Regions from separate parts of the Acanthopagrus latus genome. Here region 2 is linked to region 1. A link is a contact called in public Hi-C data. All regions are on one chromosome and are shown on one strand. Each heading gives the region's core, a stretch centred on a gene start, on an enhancer-like site or on the middle of the called end of the contact. The rest is flanking DNA. Distances are from core to core; before and after follow the strand shown. Region 1 holds the start of nlrx1 (NLR family member X1). Region 2 holds the start of nlk2 (serine/threonine-protein kinase NLK).

Region 1 (5,196 bases), core at 1,225-3,724:
AGAAGAAAGATTCATCACATGAATGTTTGAATGTAAAATTACATATGCATACACTGATGCACCGTAAAAAATATAGGACAGAAAGGACCGAAGACTGGCAGGGACAGAGAGCCATTGCCGAATATTTGAGGGATATTTAAAAAGACTATTGATTTTTGTTTATGTTTTATTTTCTGGTTTAATATATGTAGTTATTTTATCTACTCTATAATGTAAAGCAGTGCAGTAAAAGTCGTAGTTGCCATACAACCAAAAAAAGGAAGCTCGCAAGGCAGTGCTGCAACTTTGTCTCTATATTTAGCGAGTATATTGACGACTTTTGTGCTGATTCCATTCGGTGTGACGACTTTTGTGCTGATGCCGTTCGGTGTGACGACTTTTGTGCTGATTCCGTTCGGTGTGACGACTTTTGTGCCGATTCCGTTCAGTGTGACAACTTTTGTACTGATGCTGTTCAGTGCGAGTCCGTTCAGTGTGACGTTTGTCCTGAGGCAGTTCAGTGTGACAAGTTTTTTTTCTCAGGCCTTTTGGTCCGATGACTATTTTTCATGTGGCTGTTTGGTGCGAGTGTGACAGAGCTTTTCCTGAGACCTAATACCTTTTCATCTGAGGTCTGACGCTGAAGCCTGATCCTGAGGATGTCCTAAATGTGTCCCACGTCAGGGTCTGCACACTTCAAGGACCCGCCTTTTGCGGTCTCACCGAATGAGTCTACTTCGGTGCGCCCTGCAGGCCGCGTCAACTTTTGTTAAACGGGACGGTCTACCCTTCCTTCGCCTCTACTCGTACGTTACAGTTTCTGCAGCCCAGGTCCGTCAAAGTAACAAGAAGAGTAAAGTTTGACTGTCAGATCTGTTTGAGATTTCCTTTTTAATCCTCCTGCTTGTGGAGGAAGAGGAGAAGCGGCTCTGGTTTATCTCGGGCTGAGAGGACCGTGGAGAGGTAAATCTGTTATTGAACTCACAGTAATGTTATCAATATTATCATTATTTGCTAGCTAACAGTTGGGGGAAATTAACATAGCGATACATTACGTTAATGCTGACACACTGCATAACACACTGATCGCCACTTAACTTAGGGTTTTATTTAAATTTTAAAGGCATTATTCCTATTTAAAATGTTTGGTAGTTTTGTTTGTTGTAATGATTTATTATTATTATATTATGAAATTGCCTCTTTCTTAAATCATTCTCAGTGACATGGCAGCCGTGGATGGAGTCAGAACTGCAAACCCAGTTGATGGACGCTGTGATGGACAGAGGACACTGGACCCCCAAACACCCTGAGTACCGACCCAGATGATGTCCCACTGACACCATCCAGCCCAGCAGGGACTCCTGCTCAGCCTGTTACTGTACATCTATATTTGAAGTAACAACAGTAAAGGGAGGGAGAAGATCAAACGAACTATGTGCATTTTTACAAGATGAACGATGACATCCTAATCTGGAGAGAAGAGTGAAAGTGAAGATCGAGACTCAGCAGCTTCAGGTTATCGGTAAAGTACCAGTGGAATCTAGAAAGAAGTCAGAGAATTAACGGATCAACAGAGTAAACAGCAGCTATCCGGGTTCAAATCCACAAAGCGAGCGGCCGCGGTGTCGCTCCTGCTGCCCCAGCCAGCCCCCGACACACCGGCCTGCCGCCTGCACAGCTGCTCGGGAGGGGAGAGACCCCGGTGCTGCTGCAGAGGAGCCATGGACTGTGATGACTCTGAGCAGCATGAGAATTACAATATAATACATTGCTCGTCTTTCCCCTGATGATCTGAATAAGTCGCTAAATTTGTCACTAGTCGCTTTTCAGAAATAAAGTCGCTAAGAGGGTCTGAAAAGTCACTAAATCTAGCAAGAAAGTTGCCAAGTTGGCAACACTGTGTGTGCGTCTCCGTCTCCCTCACTCCCGCCCTCATGTTTGTCATTGGTTTGCTTCAGCTGTCGATCCACAGCAAGCATGAAATGAGGTTTGTAGTTGGCTGGCCTTAGCGGTGCATTCAAGGGCAATCGTAAAAATGATGTTTGTTGTGACTGCCCGAGCTGTACATGCAGGGCGAGCGGGGAAATCTACATCGTTTCTTTTTCGATATTAATATCTTGAATGTTCATATCTAGAAATAGATACGATAACGATATATCGTTCAGCCCCCCCCTCTCTCTCTCTCTCTCTCTCTCTCTCTCTCTCTCTCTCTCTCTCTCTATATATATATATATATATATATATATATATATATATATATATATATATATATATATATATATATATATATATACACACTTTACAGTGTTACAGTCTGGAAATAAAGCAGGGATCACAGCCTGATCTGAATCTGTTCATCTTGGTCCATTTATGTAAACCGAGTCTCTAACATCTCCACAGTCACAATTAGATATAAAATACAAGTCAACCTCTGAACGTCTAACGTTTGAATGTGAAGCTTTTAAGATTTTACTTCCAAAGGCATCAAGCTGAGCATTACCAACGTATTTTACCTTTAAGTTTAATATATCTGGCGTTGGATGTTTAAAGGAGTAAAGTATAGACCCAATACTTCCTCTCTTCGGGTGCGCAATGAATCTTGGGATATGTGAGACCACAAAGTGTAGTAAGCAGTGCACACTCCAAAAAGAGGTAAAAGGAGTGCGCATCTGTGGGGTGCATTATGAGAACACTTTGAATTGGTACACCCTTCGCCGCGGCATAGTGACGTAATCGCACTTCAAATTCGCACTCAAAGTGTGCAGACCCTGAATTGGGACACAGCCGTTCTCGCCACCGCGAGAGGGGGCGTTCAGACGGCAAGTGAATGGCGCATGCGCGAAGCTGCCGCTGGCTGTAATTCTAAAATAAATCACTACACTTAAATAAGTTCATTTTTAGTTTTAGACATATTTAGAGTGTTTTTTTTTAAACTATTTTTTGTCTCTCCTTTATTTCTCTCTCCTCTAACGCCCATTACAATTGCATTCACATGGCCAATTATGCAAATTCGGTGATGACGTCAAAAACCGACTTCTGGCGACTTTTAGGACAGCCAATACCGACTTTCCTCACTGAGGAGTAAGCAACAGTGGCAAGCGGAACATAACATAACATGGAACATAGAGTATAGCTGTCAGCGAAGAAGTGAAAACAATGAATTAAAGTCAGTTAGTTAACCTCAGAATATGGACACAGCGACCGGAGACAAGGACGAATGAATACTTTGGTAAGCAGCTGTAGTTTTATTTTCAATGACATGGCTTTTTTTTCAAGTGTTTTATCTGCGATAACTCTATTTCTAACTTAATGGCGACGTTGTATGTGACGCTAGCTGGCACGTTAAAGTAACTTTGGCTGATTGCTGTAAAATAGCAATATGGCTACATGGCTTTCTGCCCATCCTTCAACAGTCCGCAATGAGGGAGAGCAGTCCTTCTAGCTTTATTATTCCTCATACCTCCGGACCTTGCCAATAGAATAGAAAATGCTTTTGTGTCACTAATGATCTGTACTCCCCAAAGAATCTGATCATTCTTTAAAAGATTATTCCACCAAATTGTTTGTGAAAATGGAAGGTTAGTTGACAAGTGACACTGGTTCAAACAAAACAGTTCAGTCAAGAGTTATGGTTGAAAATTAGATGTCACCCCTGCAAAGTCACTAACAAGCCAAAGTACCTATTTAGACACTGTTCAATGTACCACACAATATTAAATAAAGCCAGTTTTATCAGTATGCCCCCCCCCCAAAAAAAAGATGGAAGAAAGAAAGAGCCACAGAGGAGGATTCCTCTCCCTGGACAGACAGACATACAATAGAAGTTGCATGTCCAGCACAGAAAAACAAAATCACAGTTTACAAGTTGCTTTGATAGAATATCTGATACAAATTACAATATATGTAAAGTGTGTGGATCCAGGAGACGATTGAGCCGGACAAAGCATCACCAAGTGGTGCCCAAGCCACACAAGCTCCTGTCCACCCTGGTGACTTGGAAGAGGGCAAGACACACAAGATAGTTGGCGGTAAAACAGAGAAGGTCAGAGTGAAGTGTCATTAAATTTTACAGAAATAGAGATATAAGGAGATAGTGAAACAGAGGATGATCCAATGATCCAGTGGAGCCCACAGTGTGACGATCCACATCCATCAGTATGTGAGGCAGCAGGAGAGGCAGATGGTCCCAGGGGGCAGTGGTCCATCAGAAGGGAGCTTGAAAAAGAGGAAAAGAGAGGAGGAGGAGGAGAAAAGAAAGATCATTTCTTTGATGTGCTGATCGAAAGAGAGGGTAAAATCAAATGTAATACCAAGATTCCTGACAATTGCATTTTGAGAAATAACACAGTTATCAAGAGTTACGATCACTTGATCAAAGTGGCGTCTGTGTCAAGTGGGGGCCAATGACCAGCATCTCAGTTTTATCTGTATTCAGGTTTATTTGGCCAAAATAATCTTGGTAGAGACAGGTGCAACAGAATCTAGGAAAGAAATAGGTCCTCAGTTAACTTCATTAGTGAACATTTCCACAGGTTCTGTCACTGTTGCAAGATGATCCAAGACCCCAGGCAATTTTTCATAGTGTCGCTATGATTGCACAGCTGATATGACGGGAAGTAAAATATTTGTGCCACAAGTGCAAGGACAGGCTAATGAAGCTTCAAATGTGATAAGAAGGTTGTCTGACCTGCGGAAGAGACAGAAGTGACATTCAGGGTTGACACATCTAATCCATGGGAAAGTCCAGAGTGATACCACTGGAATGAGTAGGTTCGTGAACCAGATGAATGAAGCCAGAAATATGACAAAGTGCCAGAAAGGCTTTACTTATAGGGTAAGAGGGCTTATTTAAGTGGAAATATAATAATACAATAATTAAAATCTTATCTGGACGAGTAGCAATATCTGCAATAAATTCATCAAATTCTTCTAAGAATTGAGAGTAAGGCCCTGGAGGTCTGTAGATTACCACCAGGTGAAATCCTGTTCCCTGGACAAGACTGTTACAACTTGATGAAGATGGTTTTAAAACCAGAGCCTCAAATGAAGTAAATTAAATATCCTGGTTGAAGGTTTGTCTAAAAATAGATTTGTAGATTAGGTCAACACCTTCCCCCTGTTTAGAGGCCTGAGCAACATGGGCGTAATTATAGCGAGGATTCATTTAATAGCAGAAAAATATGTTTACAGCCATGTTTCACATAAGCCAATCATGTC
Region 2 (5,196 bases), core at 1,417-3,916, 140 kb after region 1:
GCAATACATCAGTTGGCTGATATTTTTAGCCATCATAGTCCTATCACACTAATATGACTATTCATGTATATGTTGTCAGATACAACACTGATCATCATTTTATATGTGAAGTTGATCTTAAAGGGATCATTGTAAAAATGGTGTTTATATCAGCCAATATATTGATATAAGAATGCTTTACTCCCTGATAACTGTATTGGCTCCAAAAATAAAATATTGGTAAAGCTCAGCTTTAAAAAATGTACATATACTAAGTGCCTTTCACCTGTTCTACTGGATAATACATGTGGTCACTGTACTTGAAAACTTTTTCTATGCTAGTTATTTACACTCTATACACTAGATGACCACTGTCAACAAAAGGCTGTAGTATGTTACAGTGTTTGAACTGATGTAAGGATTGCTCAATACAATTTGCCAAGCTTTGGAAGTTAGTTATTCATCACATTAAACATGAAGTGCTTTACTCTTTATTGTTGTCCATTAAATTACATTAGTAGGAATTACTTTCAACTAATGTTGCAGTTTCAAATGCAGATATTTGAAACGTTAGATTAAATGAAAATTATAAGAAAAATAATCTATCTGGAAAAAAATCAACCACAACCACTGTAAAAGTTCATTTTTATACAGGCTATAGTGATTTACTGAAACAGCGCCTGCCTGAAATTAAGCTGCAACAATACAGTCTAGGTGTATGTGCATAGCTTTTCGTAAAATAGGCTAAAATATGCGTGAATACAAGTAATCTGTTCAGGAATTATAGTGCAGTACACTCACCAGACAACCCCAAATGCTCCATAGCCTATGGGCCTGTCAGGCTCTATATCCAGCTGCTGTTGTAGGTGGTGCGTGTGTTGCTGTTGATGATGCTGCTGCTGGTGATGGTGGTGATGGTGGTGAGCTTTGACAGAAGCGGCGGCTTGAACCTGGGCGGGAGCTGCAGCAGCGGCCGGCCCGGGGGCTTGTCCCGGGGCAGGAGAGGGGAAGTAGGGCTGCTGCTGGCCGGTGTTCAGCATCACCGCCGCAGCAGCAGCCGTGGAGGTCTGTTGTTGGACTGTGTGAACGGCGGCAGCGGAGCCCGGATGCTGCAAGAGATGCTGGCCCGCGTGGTGATGGTGGTGCATGTGGGGAGGCTGAAGGTGCTGGAGCTGGTGGTGGTGGTGCGGGAGATGGGCAGCCACTGCTGAGGACCCCCCGTTGTAAGCAGCCATCATTTTTGTAACATTTGTAGCCGTTGCGCCACACAGAGCCATTCAATGATGCTGAAATGCCTCTGCTCAGAACCTGCTTCTAATAGTGATGATGAGGGCTACCAGGTTGCAACACTACAACTAATTAAACTTTAAGAACACATATAGAAACAGATTGGTGGTCAGATGATCCAACAACAGCTACTTCGAATCTGTGGAGAGTGTAACTACTCTGGTGAGCCTCCTTAACATAATGCCAACAAGGATCTGACCCACTTCCTCTAAATTATTATTGTTGGCATCCACACCATTAGGCTACTGTAGCCTGGGGCTTATTAACATATCCTAACATAAGCATGTAAAAATGTAGCAATGACCACACGAGTTTAAAAATCAGTGAAGCCCTAATTGTGTTACTACCTACACAGATAAATCAAATGTATTTAATAGAAAATAACCCGCCCCCCGCCCCCCCCTTCAATAAATAAAAAAAAAAAGTCGGTGGCTCTAGATCTCCCTCATGATAGAGGTGGCGCTTCCTTCCTCCTGATGAAGTTCAGCTTCCCCGTCTTGATAAAACAGTGTGATCTAAAGCATGTCACGGAAGCAGCGCAATCATATTTTAAAAGTGTACAAGTTTGCTTAAAGCTCTGGTCCAGCACCGTTGCTCTTCCCACCACCGGTGCCCCACAAGACTTGGAAATCGCATCTATTACAAACCGAATCCTCCTTCGGATGCGTGCGCAGGCCGGACGGCTACTTTGTACATAAGGGTAATCTTCGTGCTGTAATTAACGCCGCTGATCCGGTGCAGAGGAGGTGTACCCCAGCCCAGGCCACAATACAACAGCGCACGCAGGCAGGCCCAGGCCTCGGCCATCCACTCCACTCACATATTACACCAATCCACTGAGCTACGCTCCTGATAAGAAATCCCCATCATTCTGACAGAGTGACGAGGCTTCGAACATGACTCAAAAAAACAAAAGACAAATCCTCACAGACGGCTAACGGACAATTTATTTCCCCCATCGACAGCCTTGTTTTTAGTATGTTTTACACTGTCCTCTCGCTGCTCATTAGCATACATCCAGAGAGATGAATAACAAACAAATAACGAAGTAAAAACAAAAAGTTAAATCCTTTTAATGCGGGAAAGTACCCTGCAGCCAGACGACAGAGAGAAGGCAGTTGTATTCAACCTGACAGATTGGAGCTAGCTAATCGGTGTCCGTGTCGCCAAATCAAAATAGTATTCCTTTCGTTCGTATCGGTGTCCGTCAACCTGCCTGCTGTCTGCGCAGAAAGAGGAAGCCACCCGGTTGAATCTTTACGCTTTAGGCCCACGGCGCTCCGTTGTCACTGACATGATAAAACTATTGGTTACCAGGCAAATAAAATAAGCAGTTTATCCAACATGGTGAACAAAACCTTTGCTACTCGGAGGTGAGATTATGCAGGACGACCAGCCAATCCGCTACCGCACCGCAATGACGTAATGGTAATCTCTTTGATTGTCACTGCGTGCAGCCAGTGGCGCGTGCTGCTGGGGTGACAGCAGGGCTGACAGCTGCTCTAAATGTCCAATGATATCCACACTGAAACAGTGGTAACAAACTGTTCACTTCAATTTAATAAAATATCTCCAATCAGGTTCTGATAGACTTGTGTGTGTCAGAAGAAGGAAACAGCGGTAGTAAGTTTGGATGAAAAAGGTCTACAGAATCATATTGCCAGGGGAGTCCCCTGGTGGAGGTTATTGACATAAATGAGTTTGTATTTATGCGGGCTACATGTTTATATCTGTGTGCAGTAATTAACAGGGCTGGATAATAATGCAGGCCTGGACTTTAACACCAGCGCGGTATATCATTGTAAACACAACTATGTAAGATTGAAGTGATTAGAATAAATCATATGGTCTGTGCAATAACTCATCTGTATTGTATTTTTATTTGATTTCATGCAATTGTTTCGTTAATACTGTTTTATTTCTGAGGTAAAGAAAAATGAAATTAAGCAATCCAGTGTCTTTGTGAGTGTATGAACGTAATTGGCGTGTGATGGAAATTGTCTAACATGCAAGAGGAACCAGTTAAAATCTTGCCCAGGGCACGAAATTGGTAAGTAACTGAAGGTTAGTGTGGTTGTTTTAAACTTGAGTAGGCTTGTTTCCAGTAAATGTTTTGTTCATTACAATAAATGTGCTCCTTAAAATTAAGTTGTATAGTTTTCTTTTTAGGCAAAAGCTTATTTGTTGAAAAACAATTAATTGCTCAACACAGATATATACAGATACATAGTTATAAAGGTTCACTCAAATGGGAACTCAAAATATTCAAGATCAAGATTCAAGATTCAAAGGTTTTATTTGTCACACACTCATACAGAATGTGCAGTGAAATGTTTTTGTGACATGTACTGTACTCCTGTGCTCAATTTAAGTACAAATAAAAATATAATGCAGTGTAAGTAAAATAAGATACAATAGAATATAATAATATAATAATATAATGTTCAGAGTGCAGAGTTCAGGGCTCTGATTGCCACAGGTAAAAAAAAACTGTTCCTCATCCTCTCTGTGCGTGTTCTATGACAGCGCAGGCGTCACAGTTTGTTGCAGTGGTGATGGGATCCTTGATAATCCTTCTGGCTCTGTTGGTGTCTAAGTCATGCAGAGGGGGAAGTGTGGTACCCATGGTCCGCTCAGCAGACCTCACCACCCTCTGCAGGGCTCGTCGGTCCCCACAGGAGCTTTTACCGTACCAGACAAATATGGCTCCAGTCAGTATACTCTGTACAGCAGCAGAGTAGAAGGAAAACAGGATCCGTTGGGAGACCTTGAATCTGCTCATCTGTCTAAGGTGATAAAGGCGCTGTCTTGCCTTTTTCACCACAGTGTCCAATGTGTACAGTCCATGATAAATCCTCGGAAATGTGTATTCTGATGTATTTAAAACTGCTCACTCTCTCCAGTGGTGTTCCGTCTATCAAGAGAGGGTTGTAGGTCCTGCAACGTTGTGGGCGGAAATCCACCACCATCTCCTTGGTCTTCTCCCCATTGAGTAGTAGGCTGTTGTCCTTGCACCACGTTGTCACACATTAAAAATGTTAACTGCACCAGCATTAGTCTATGCACATCAGATAATTGGATGAACATTAAATAAAGAATAAGAAACCAAAGTATTCTGGAGTCAATTCCTTAACTTTTTGCAAGATTTTTCAACTCAACTTCTAAAAAAGCATTATAGAAATCCTGAAATTCAGTTATTGCTTTTGGTTTTAGTGTGTCACCCCAAGATCTTAAGTGGACACATCTGGCCACCCCTATGAAACATTTCTGGATGCTCAACTGTGTAATTTCAATAAAAATAATCAAATACATTTATGATCACCACCAGTCAGTCACTGCGAATCACTTGTCACTCTTTATGTTAAGCTAGTATTTAGCTGATGTTTTCTTGGTAGACCCAGGAACATTAACCAGTGTTTTCATTGGTGTTGCTGAGCTGGCAGGGTAATGTTCCCCTCAGAAATAGATTTTGAGAACATTTCATGTAGTGTAATTGTTCCTGCCAGAGCAGATGTTAGGTTTTGTTCATGATTTGAACAAAGTCTTCACTTAAATCTTTTCTAAATGTAATAGTACCAAAAATTCATGCACAGATTTAGATTGACTGAGGAATTGCTGCATCAGCAAAGCATTTAGAAAGTAAGTTAAAAGCAAGTAAAGGGATAAATGACTTTCTAAATAGATATTATAAAAACACAAAAACAGCATTGACCATGCTGTTCACCAGTAGATGATTTTTATACATATATTCTTCCTCCCATAATACTTCCTCTGATATTACCTTCCTCAGATTCTCTTCTCAAAGGGTCTTTAGAGGGTGCATCCCAATTATCTTACTTCTACTTGTGTCCTTGCTCCTTGACCTTTGCTTGAACTGGAAGTTGTTTTAATCCACCATTTTGTGAGCCATCCCAAAGTTCTTATTTGTGT

Evidence for each region. Hi-C and Micro-C count contacts between places; a contact is called where the count stands out from the background.
Region 2: a contact with region 1 is called in a Hi-C map of liver, with 2.5 times the contacts expected there. The contact joins the promoter of nlk2 here to the promoter of nlrx1 in region 1. A contact is called at or near these places in 2 of 4 Hi-C or Micro-C datasets (liver and muscle).

The regions. Positions count from the first base shown.
Region 1 is chr2:31,341,668-31,346,863 of fAcaLat1.1, forward strand. nlrx1 (NLR family member X1) reads left to right here and starts at 2,475. Exons shown (of 13, transcript XM_037073543.1): 1 at 2,475-3,208. It overlaps LOC119005830 (a long non-coding RNA gene), which reads right to left and starts at 4,802. Exons shown (of 2, transcript XR_005070591.1): 1 at 4,667-4,802; 2 at 3,271-4,194.
Region 2 is chr2:31,480,072-31,485,267 of fAcaLat1.1, forward strand. nlk2 (serine/threonine-protein kinase NLK) reads right to left here and starts at 2,667. Exons shown (of 11, transcript XM_037073572.1): 1 at 781-2,667. The coding sequence starts at 1,256.